Regions from separate parts of the Mustela erminea genome. Here region 1 is linked to region 2. Evidence: chromatin contacts called from public Hi-C data. All regions are on one chromosome and are shown on one strand. Each heading gives the region's core, a stretch centred on a gene start, on an enhancer-like site or on the middle of the called end of the contact. The rest is flanking DNA. Distances are from core to core; before and after follow the strand shown.

The links. Hi-C and Micro-C count contacts between places; a contact is called where the count stands out from the background.
Region 1: a Hi-C map of skeletal muscle shows a contact between it and region 2, with 6 times the contacts expected there. The contact joins the promoter of RALA here to the enhancer-like site in region 2. A contact is called at or near these places in 3 of 3 Hi-C or Micro-C datasets (fibroblasts, skeletal muscle and spleen).

What each region holds. Positions count from the first base shown.
Region 1 is chr11:105,618,383-105,623,846 of mMusErm1.Pri, forward strand. RALA (ras-related protein Ral-A) reads right to left here and starts at 3,937. Exons shown (of 5, transcript XM_032304240.1): 1 at 3,830-3,937.
Region 2 is chr11:105,522,827-105,528,292 of mMusErm1.Pri, forward strand. No RefSeq gene overlaps it. Among named protein-coding and RNA genes, the nearest start is that of CDK13, 75 kb to the left of the region's middle. Within about 2 kb of position 2,410, the one cell type or tissue checked has open chromatin away from gene starts, as enhancers often do. A contact at or near this core is called in fibroblasts, where this site is marked.

The DNA.
Region 1 (5,464 bases), core at 2,687-5,186, 97 kb after region 2:
AGGAACGATGCTAGCTACTCAACTGCATCAGGAAGCAGAGGTCCTGTCCTTAGATGACTACAATCATGATCTTTGTGGAAACTGAGGGATCTCTGCCCACCCTTCATGATGCATCTGGGAGTAGAAGTCATTTCATAATCTTGCTATGTTTTATTCTCCAACCTGACATTGTCAAACCTGATACCTAGTTCCAGTAAGTGAATTCAGCAACCCAGTTGGATCCCAGACATCAAAGGGATTATGTGTGTCAAGCGTTAGGTCTATTCCATCTAACAGGGAACTTTAACTGTGAAGGACCTGGAGAATAGTATCCTAATAGTTTATGTAAGCTTGCTGGTTTTGGCTTGTACAGACTACCCTCTTGATGCTGAGGAATTGTACCTTAGGTATAATTATATCAAAGATTCAAATTCTCTTCCAAAATTTACTCACGTAACTCTTAAAATTCACAGAGCTTTACTTTCACTTTTTCTATATTGTAACCAAATCCTCTGGAGTGTAATAAGGTAGTATGAAAGGTGTCTTAGAAAAACAAAGAACAACTGTTCCTAATGGGGGCTGGGGAATGAGCCATTTTTTACTCAGAGCTACATACTTTAAAAAAACAAACAAACAGACAAACAAAAAAAAACCAAGAGATGAACACATCCTTCAGATTAAGCCCATTAAAAGTGCATTTTCCCCCCAAAAAACAAAAAAGCAAAAACAAAAAAACCCCAAAACCACACAGGCTTGGGAAGAGTAAAGAGAGTTGACCAGCACTGAACAGCAATCAGACCCTTACAAGAACCTGCCACTTTTAATCCTCTATATTAAACCCAAAGTGAAAATGATACCTGGTTTGAAATGATAAAAACAGATCCAGGATACCTTCGCCTCTTCTACATTCTTCCCAATTCCGCCTCCCGCCTCCCAACATTCCCCCACCACCTCCTTTAGTGAAAGAACTAAAAAACAAGGTTTCAGGAGAGGTCACCATAAAATGGATTTTCCATGGTCCTCTCCAGTAGGGATTATTCAGGTATTTCAGAGCAAAAAGCAGTAATCTACTGCTTGAGTTCCTGACATTCTACTCCTCCAGGACCCCTATTCCAACAACACCCAACCACTTCTTCACGGCACACCCAGGCAGATGAACACCGCATCTGTAGGCACTCACAACAGAAACAGCCGTAACCCTAGGGCCTACTGGATGGCCAAGAGTGCTGAGATCACTGGATTCATGTTCTTGAAGCTCAGCTCAATCAGAAACTTGTTTTTCCTCAGCCTTTTAGGATTAACTGCAATATGCAATGCTCTCAGAAATCGGTACTTTCAAATCCCAACTCTCCTAAATATTAGTTTCCGGCCTCCAGCCAACAGCTTCTCTTAGCCTTAGTAAAGTACAGAAAAGCTACCTATCTTATAGAGGTACTGTGGAGATGAAGAATAATATAACTAAAGGTCTTATCACAGTGTTTGGCGGGCAATCAATGTTATATGGACTGTTATTACCAAGAGGGCTGCTGAATTAAAAGAGATCTCACCTCTGTACAGTGATATTGCTAAGAAACTGCAGGCCTCCCTCTCCTTAGTGTCTAAGAGTGAAAACATTTTACAAAACAATAAAAATCACAAACTTTCTCCCTACTACTTCCAAATCATAATATTTTTCCTCATCAAGAGTTCATACTATTTTAAAAATGCCTGTTCTTGCCACCCATTTATATGGATTACAAGTGTGTATAACAGTGATACACACATATCCAAAAAGTGATTCCAGTCCATTCATGTATATCCTGCAGACACTGAGCTTTGGAAACAAGTGCAGGACCACCACCAGGCATGTGGAGAGGAAAGAAGATAACAGCACTTTTTTGGGGGGACCTCTCGGAAGTGAAAACAACCCAACCATCTATAGACAAAAATTATTCCCCCACACAAATGGCAGAAAAGATCCTTCCCTATAATTAGCCCTTCTTTTCCCCTGAAAGCCCTGCAAAAAAAGGGTTGTATGAAACTACTTTAAAATAAGTGATAAGATGGCTGCACATTCAGCAGACACACTAGAGAACATCAGGATCTTGACAAAGAAATGTGAAAGTGGCTACTGGTAAATCATGCCAAGGTCATATCAGGATGTCAGAAGATTTCCTCTACCCCTGGGAGAAATAAGCCACTAAAAGCAATTCCGCGATGTATCGTGTTTTCCAAACAGTGGTGACTTCTAATTTCCTCTTTTGTAATTAAAATTACTGTATGGCTATCAACCCCAAACATAAACTTACTATCACTAGGAAATCTCTTCTTAATAACCCTGGATAAACATGTTTAAGTAGTTCAGTACTGAAGACTGGAATACAAGCTATTATAATGCCCAATCACAATATCCCAAATATAATTTTAACCTTTCAGAGGAGGATAGTTTTGGAAGGACAGCCAAAGATTCTTCGTAAATTGTCCTTTTCATCACGTTAAAAAACACTAACACAAAGCAAAGTCTGTATGTGCCAAGAAACTGGGACACAAACAAAAAAACCAACAAAATAAACGATTCCTGAGGCAACTGTGGGGTCAGCTACACGTTCATTCATTCAGTGAAGAAATATGGGAATAACTTCTATGTGCCAGTCATCACTTATGAACACAGGGATGCATAAGACATAGTTCCTTGCCTCAAAAAATGTAGTCTAAAATTAACGTCTGAAGAGTCACAAGAGTCATTTTACAATAAAATTGTATTAATAGACATAGAAATACATAAACTAGTAAAATACATTTACATATATTAATAAACAAGCTGAAAGAAAAAAAAGACCCTCTACTGCAAATTTACTAACAAATTTTGTTATCCGAGTCTGAAACATGACTAAAGTTGTAATGTACTTTCAGGACAAAAATTAACTAATGACACACGTTTTACGAAGGCCTCCTCACGCCCCACCCCTCCCCCCAACACACACCAAACACAATTTGTAAATTGGGTGCTTTTCAGCTTGACACGCAGGGCGTGGCACGGGAGTTCTCACACAACCCCAAAGACACCTGGATAAGCTCTCACAAGTCTGGACATTCAGGTTTCTCAAGCAAAGGCCAGTTAACTCCCTAATTCTCCTTAAACCTTGAAACAACACTGCCACCTCTCTGTGCTGTCATCCCTGCCCACTTACACACATATACCCAGACTAAAGCATACAAATCACATCTTCCACTCCCGGAAAACCGTAAGGAACAAATCCAGAGGAATGACCCTCTCACTCAAAAAATATCTGTATTCTCTTCCTCGCTTTAGAGGCTAGATTACCCTAATATGACTAAAGCTGTGCAGTTCAAAGCTGAGCATCTAATGACTTAAGTCTGAAAAAGCCATTCCTTTAACTAGCACAAAACCCTGGCGGAGATGCTTAAAAAGCAACTGCTCTAGTACAGGCGAGGAGTGGAAGAAAGGGAAGGAGGGGAGAGGGGCGGAGTGAAGCGCGGGGACTGCGGCGGTGGCGACGGGTCCCCCCAGGTCGCGGGCACCGCCCAGGCGGGGACCTCGGCGCGGCGGGCCAGAGATGCAGGGTGACCTTCCGACGAAGCCAACTCAAGGAGGTGCTGGGCTCGGAGGACCGAGCCGCAGCCGCCGGCTCTCGGGGGTGCACTCGCCCGCACAGCAGTGAACACCGCGCCCCGGATTCCAGCCCGGGCTCGTCCAGCAGCTCGTTCCGGGACAGAACGCGGGATGTGCAATCTCGGCGTCCGGGCCCTGAGCCTGGGCCTCGGCCCGCCGCCGCCTGGACACACCCCCGCCGCCGCCGCTCCGGCCGCCCCAACCCCTCCTGGGGCGGCCCGGGCAGGCATCACTCACCTGCACCGCAAGCCGGTCCTCCGCCCCGCGGGTTCTGGAAGCCGCGGCTGGGCTGGCCTCGGCCGGAGAGAGCTTGGCCCTTGTCGTCTGGGAGGCTCCCCGCCGCGAGCGGCAGAAGGACGAGTCCGACGGGCGGCGGCGGAGCCTTGGCGGCAGGAGGAGGAGGAGGACTCGGGGTGCTCCGCTCTCCGGAGATCCACCCTCCTCCTGGCCGCTCTGCAGCAGCCGCCGCAGATCACTTCCGGGGCGCTGGGGGAGCGGGGCGGGGCCGGCTGGGGAGCAACTTCCTGTCCGTGGGCGGAGAGGAGGTTGTCGGGGGCTGGGGCTGGAGAACAATGGCCAGGAGGGCGCGGACTTGCTGGCGTCTACCCGCTGCGTGCTGAGAGCTGGCTGCGCTGCCCTTCGGACCGCCCCACCCCCGGCTTCCCGCGCCCGGCGAGGTGGACTCGCCTCCCGGGGTCCCGGGAGCTGCCGCAGGCCTCGCGGAGGTTCCCGGATCTCGGCGTCGGCGCCGCGACGTCCTTGTCTCTCTTCTGGGGACCAAGGAGGGGGTTCTCGGGGAAGGAGGGGAAAGCGGAGGCCGCCATCTTGCTTTCGGGGGCCGGCGCTTCCCCTGGTTGTCCCAGGGTGAAGGCCGCTTGTCCCGTGGCCGGGGTTTTCCCGAGTGGGGCTGGCGACGTGGCTCGTTGCGGGCGGAAAACTTGGAGATGGCTTGGTCGGTTCCCTGCCCTGGCCGGAGGGTTCCGGTAGCCGCCCTGGGCCTCGGGTCGAACTGCTGATCCCTGGAGAGCTCGGACCTTAGGGTGTTTTGTGATTTTTTACTGAGGGGACTCGAGCCCCCGGACACCGCAGGCCTCGTGTCCGGTGCGGCCCTGAGATCAGGCGGCGCCCCCATCTTGTGATTTGGTGGCTTGAGTTGGAAGAGTTGCACTAAATCGGCTCCTCTGTTTGACCCTTTCCACAGATTTGAACGAGATCGTTTGCTTAAGATCCGTTAGCGCTCGGAGTCTTCCCTGTTGACATTTATTTATCCCCTTCTCTCCTCCCACTGCTGAATAGCAGTTCCCAGCTTTGCACAACTCGTTCAAGGAATGCCCACTCTGACGGGCCGACGTGGAAGCAAGTAATTATGGTTGGAAGGATGGTGGACCAAAGTATCCAGAGGGAAGAATGGAGGTCTCATAACTGCGTTAGGTTTTCAAGATAAGGGATTTCCCAGCACAAATTTAAGGGTGGGATGGTAAAGCCAAATCCTAGCAAAAAGGACATGCAGCAAAGGGAAAGATAGTATGTGTTTAGAAGTCTGGGTAATATTACAGGACTTAAAAGTTAAAGCCTGAGTTGCTGAAAAGGATGAATCTGGAGAAGCAGATAGGAACCAAATTGTGAACCGTCTTTCACTCCTTGGTGAGGCAATGAATAGAGGAGTGACCCTGGACAGTTTTACAATTTAGGCTGTTGGTAGAGGACATTAGTTGATTGGAAGAAGAGGGGAAGAGGGCTTGTGGACGAGGGGACTTGACAGAAATCAAGAGAAAGGATAAGGACCATTATGGGGAGTGTCTGTGAGCACCCAAAGAAGATGGATTCCAAAAATACCAGGATGCCAAATCAAGTGATTGTAATTGTAATTGA
Region 2 (5,466 bases), core at 1,160-3,659:
GCAGTTAGGAGAGGTCTCAGGCAGCGGAATGGGCAATGTTTATCTCTGTATCTACCTAGTTTCTTTTTCTTTTATTTTTTAAATTAAAAAAAAAAAAGATTTTGTTTATTTGGGAGAGCTAGAACAAGCAAGCACAAGCAGGGGGCGCTGCAGAGCTCGATCCCAGGACCCTGACATCCTGAGCTGAGCCAGAGGCAGATGCCTAACTGACTGAGCCACCCAGGCACCCTTTTGTCTACCTAGTTTCAAGGGGACAAATAGTTCTAAGCCAATCACTCATGAGACAAAGAACAGGATGTTGACCAAAGGCAAAGGGGTCTACGTGTGGCCTTATCACTCCTAATCAAGATTTTGTATATTGTATATATGTGCTTTTCTTCCCTGTCTTTTTTAGTTGGTAGCATTTCAAATATATGCAAAGGAAGAGAGACTAGTATAATGAATCCTCACATACAATCCTCCAACTTCATTAAGTATCAAAATTTGGTCACTCTTGATCATTTATCCCTCTTTATCCTTTTCAACATAATTTTAAGGCAAATCCTAGACATGTGTCACTTCATTCCTACATACTGTGATATGTATACAGTTAATTATATTTAACCAATTTTTTAGATTTAGGAAGGCTTCCTAAGAGAGGTGACATCTAAGTTGAGATCAGAAGGATGGGTCACAAATAGCTTGGTGAGGATGTAGGTGGCAGGGCCGGGACAAGGAGTCAGGAATGTTTTAGTCAGGGAGAAGAACATGCACTAAGTACATTTTGAGGAGAAAGGGATCCATAAAAGTTTTTGAGAGCCTCGAGCTCCAGAAGGCCTGAGTTAATTAGAGGAGAAAGAAGGAAACGGTATATCAAAAGATTTCCCTAGCCCAGAGCTCTCTGTAGCTTCACTCTGCTGGGGTCCACTTTCAGTTCCTGCCTGAGTTGGGAAATCTAGAATCTCATGGGTCTCAAAGCATCAGACTAAGCAAACTGTGTTCAGGCGCTCAGTTCTCTCACACAGCATCCCTCATTCCTGCCAGCCGAGGTAGGTGGCCCCCTGCCTGCACACCCCCCCCTTACCATGCTGTTAGATCAGAAGTGGGGGCTTGTCTTTCATGGATTTGTTCCTCCTGAAACCCACCCAGAGAAGTGAGGAGGCCCATGTTCTCGAATGGAAAAATGAGGACATTGCAGCTGAGTCCACAGGTCAGGAGAGAGATGAGCTGGCAACAGATCTGGGAACCATCTGCAGAGATGCGCTGGAGGTGAAAAGTGAGCCTGCGCCAGTAGCCAGAGGGATGCGAATATTTAAGTGCCTAGCAGAGCAGTTCCATTATATCTTGGTATCATTTCCTTAAGCTTCATAATTACATTGGTTCATTATTTTTCTTGCACCCAATTGTGTTCCTGCGCTAAAAACTACAAAACTATTAATTATGGATCTGTGGCCTTGTCTTTGGAGATAGTAAACCTAGGAGATGGCAGCAGGTTGGGATACAGGAGGTTGGGGGTTGGGGGCATGAAGCGTTCAGGAGACGAGAGAAGGAAGCTGAGTCCCTGGGAGTTACAGAATTGAGGGTTCGGGGAGGGAGAAGCACGGGAGGCCAAACTCGCCAAAGGGGGAAATAGTTTCCCATAATTGCAGGGACGCCCCACTGAAGGATTCGCAGTCCCGTCCACCAGTGAGGACACGCTGGCTCTGGAAGATCCCCCAGGGCCTTGCTGGTTCGAAGCGCTGGAAGCGACCTACGTCCCGACTCAGCCACTAACTGTGGGACTGGGGCAAGGGCCTTCATCTCGAACCCCTTAAAGACCCCTGGCAGCTGAGGGACCCCGGGCTTGGAGCCAGCAGTCTAGAGGGGCCCTAGCGCCCCTGCACTCCCGCTCGGCGGTCCAGCTCTCACCATCCCTGTTTTACAGACGAGAAAACGGGGGGTCAGGGGCAACGCCAGGTCTGGACCGCAGGGCTCCGGGGGTCGACAAGAACCTCTGCTTGTGACGCTGAAGGCGCTCGCGGGCCGGCGCGGACGGTCCCTTCCCGCGGTTCCACGGGACGAGAACACGCCCAGCGCCAGCGGGAGCAGTACGAAGCTGGCGGCCGGCGCTGGCTGGGGGTGGGAGGCCGGGGGCCGGGGGCCGGGGGCCGGAGACTGGGGGCCCGGCGCCCGACTCCTCACCGCGCTTCCCTTCCGCGCAGGTGCGGCCCGGCCGGAGCTAGGAAGATCCGGCTTCCGGTTTCCAGGCACTAAGGACGTCGCCGCCTCCGCCCTAGGGGATCCCGTCTCCTCGAGGCGGCCGGGGGACGCCCGACTGGGTTCCTTCCTGCAGTCGCCACGGAAACCGCCTCCCGCGGCACGGGGGACCACAGCTCCCCCTCCTTCCCACGCAAGGTTTCGACCAATGAGATAGCGGGAGTCCTGTGACGTCGGCGGTAGCTAGGTGGGCGTCGGCCGAGAGCTGAGCCCCGGACCTGGATGGAGCCTCTGGCTGGGGGTTGGGAAGGACGGGGCCGGGCGAGGAATTGAGGGGCCAGTCCGAGAGCCACAGCTTCCTCTCCTCCTGGATGCCCCGCGGGCACCTCCTCTCGCGAGCTCTCCGGATTCACCTGCCTCCCCGCCCACCCCTCTACCTGCTCCTCCTCCTGAATTCAGTTTCCAAGCTGGTGGCCCCGGGTAGGGAGGGTGGGAGAGGAGCGTTGTCCGAGAAGCCTGCGCTGAGGAATCCGGCCGGGATTGTGGCTGATGCGGCTGATGTGGGCTGACTGTCGCTTCTGCCTGGAGAGGCTGAATGGGGCGCAGGCAGCAGTGGGAGGTACGGGTGAGGAAGGCTTTTCTTGACTGGGGAGGGTGGGCAGGGAAATTCCACCCTGGAGACAGAAGTCGGCTGAGCTGGGGCGTACCTGGGCCGGAGCGGAGCTGTGCTGAGCCTGAATGCCAGCCCTGTCCACTTCCTCCTCCTGGAGGTGGCCGGCAGACAGTGAAAAACGTGGGTCTGTACACCGCGGAAGCCCGAGGGGACATTCCTAGGTGGAAGCGTGTACTCACTGGTATTTGTGGTTGGGGTGAGGAAGGGGGGTGTCTTTGTTAAGGATTCTTTGGGCCCAGAAGATTCTGGGGCTGTTCCTTAGAAGGCCGTAGAACCTGGCTCAGCCCAGCGTGGAGAGGGTGCCTGGAGGCAAGTCCATCATTCTTCCCTCCTTCCCTTTCTCACCTCTCTCCCTCTCTTTCTCAGTGTCTGTTAAGGGACGTCTGTGAGCCAGGCCCTGTTCCAAGGACTGGAGGGAGAGAGTGCAGACCACACACAAGAGAGTTCAGGCCCTCCAGGAGACGGCATTCTAGGGTGCATTCGAGCCTGCCTTCTAGATGCTAGACCCCAGACCCTGCTCTGGAAGTGATCATTTGTGCTGAATGCAGGGAAGAGATCACGACCAGACATAGTCCTAAAAGTGGGTACCCCCCCCTTTTAAAAAAATTTCAGCTTTGTTGAGGTATAATCAGCATATACAATTACAAGGTGTTTGAAGGGTAGGGATGCCTGGGTTAAGCATTTGCCTTCGGCTCAGGTCATGATTCCAGGATCTTGAGATTGACTCCTGTGTTGGGTTCCTTGATCAATGTGGAGCCTGGTTCTCCTTCTACCTACCCCTCCCTATGCTTGTGCCCTCTCTCGCCCACGTGCGCGCGCTCTCTCTGACAAATAAAATCTTCTAAAAAAAAAAATTTGAAGGGGACATCGCAGTGATTTGATATAGGTAGGTACATAATTGTGGAAGGATTCCCTCATCTAGTTAACACATTCATCACCTCCTCAGACCTCATTCATCTTACAGTTGGACATTTATACCCCTTTACCAAATGTCCCTATTTCCCCCCCATCCTAGCTTCTGTCAACCATTTTTCTACGCTGTGTTTCTATGAATTGGGCTTTTTTTTTTTTTTAAGGTTCCACATATAAGCAATCCCATGCAGTATGTGTTTTTCACTGGCTTTTCACTAAAGAGTGTATCCTTTCGGGGCGCCTGGGTGGCTCAGTGGATTAAGCCGCTGCCTTCGGCTCGGGTCGTGGTCTCGGGGTCCTGGGATCGAGTCCCGCGTCAGGCTCTCTGCTCAGCGGGGAGTCTGCTTCCATCTATCTCCCTCTCTGCCTGCTTCTCCGTCTGCTTGTGATCTCTGTCAAGTGAATAAATAAAATCTTAAAAAAAAAAAAGTGTATCTCTTTTTTTTTTTTAAGATTTTATTTATTTATTTGACAGAAATCACAAGTAGGCAGAGGGGCAGGCAGAGAGAGAGAGGGGAGAAGCAGGCTCCCTGCTAAGCAGAGAGCCCGATGTGGGGCTCAATCCGGGGCTCTATCCCAGGACCCTGGGATCATGACCTGAGCCTGAGGCAGAGGCTTTAACCTACTGAGCCACCCAGGCGCCCCAGGAGTGTGTATCCTTTCTTAATGGCATCCCGAGCATATCCCCAAAGCTGCCCTTCCCTTGTGCTAACTCAGGGCCAACTCTCCAGGCCTCTGGGTAGTATCCATCCCCTCAGCCCCAGTACATTCTCTCCCCTTTGGTCTGGAATCAGAAGATTTACCCAGGAAGAATTGGGCCTAGACTCGAGCATCTTGGTCCTACCCTCAGCTGCAGTCTTTGGAAGGACTCAGAGGGGTAAGGTATCGAGGTTCGAGGGATTTGGGGCCCAGCCAAGGAAAAACATATGACCTTGAGAGGCAGTAACACACACACCAGTTTTAACAAGGTTGGGCTTGAACAAGAGAGCAAGGGCGGGGGCGGGGGGGGGGGGAGTCTGTGAGGGCCTGAGAAGCTTAAAGTGAGCTGGAAGGAGCCCCCACCCAGCAGAGAGAGGCAAGGGAACGACCAGGGAGGTGGGACTCAGCGAGGGGGCTTACAGGTCTAGCTACTGTTGCTCAGCGGCATGGGGGGCAGGGTAGGGGGCAGTGTCTGAGTCAAAGGGCAGTTTGGAGTCTTATAACTATCAGACTCTATCTTATCTCTGTATCACAGACGTGGGGGGAGCTGTGCCTTGCAAGGTATGTGAAGCAGGCAGGCTCTAAATGGCTAAAAATCTGCTGGTTAGAGCTACTTTGTAAATAAGGGGATATGTAAAAATTTGAGTTTTGCCCTGGGAATGGGGGAGTGCTGTTGGGTCTCAGCCCACAGTGAAGGAATGAACAGCCTAGGGACTGATACATGGAGGCCATCTTTGGCTCATTTATGTAAGATGCGGGCTGCAGGAGTCTAGAAAGTTCTGCTGGCAGCCTTTCCTTTGCACATGACCTTGTCTCAGGATCCTCTCAAAGAGTGAATGCGGGCGTCTTGTGTTGGGTGTTTTCCACCCTTGGAGGACTCCGAAGACTGCCATTCAAGATCCTTTAAGATCTGGCCCCAGCTGGCTGCTATACCAGTGGCTAAGTATCCTAATGGCGCAATAAGGAGACAGTCTCCTTAGAACAACTTTCTTCACATCATTATCCCA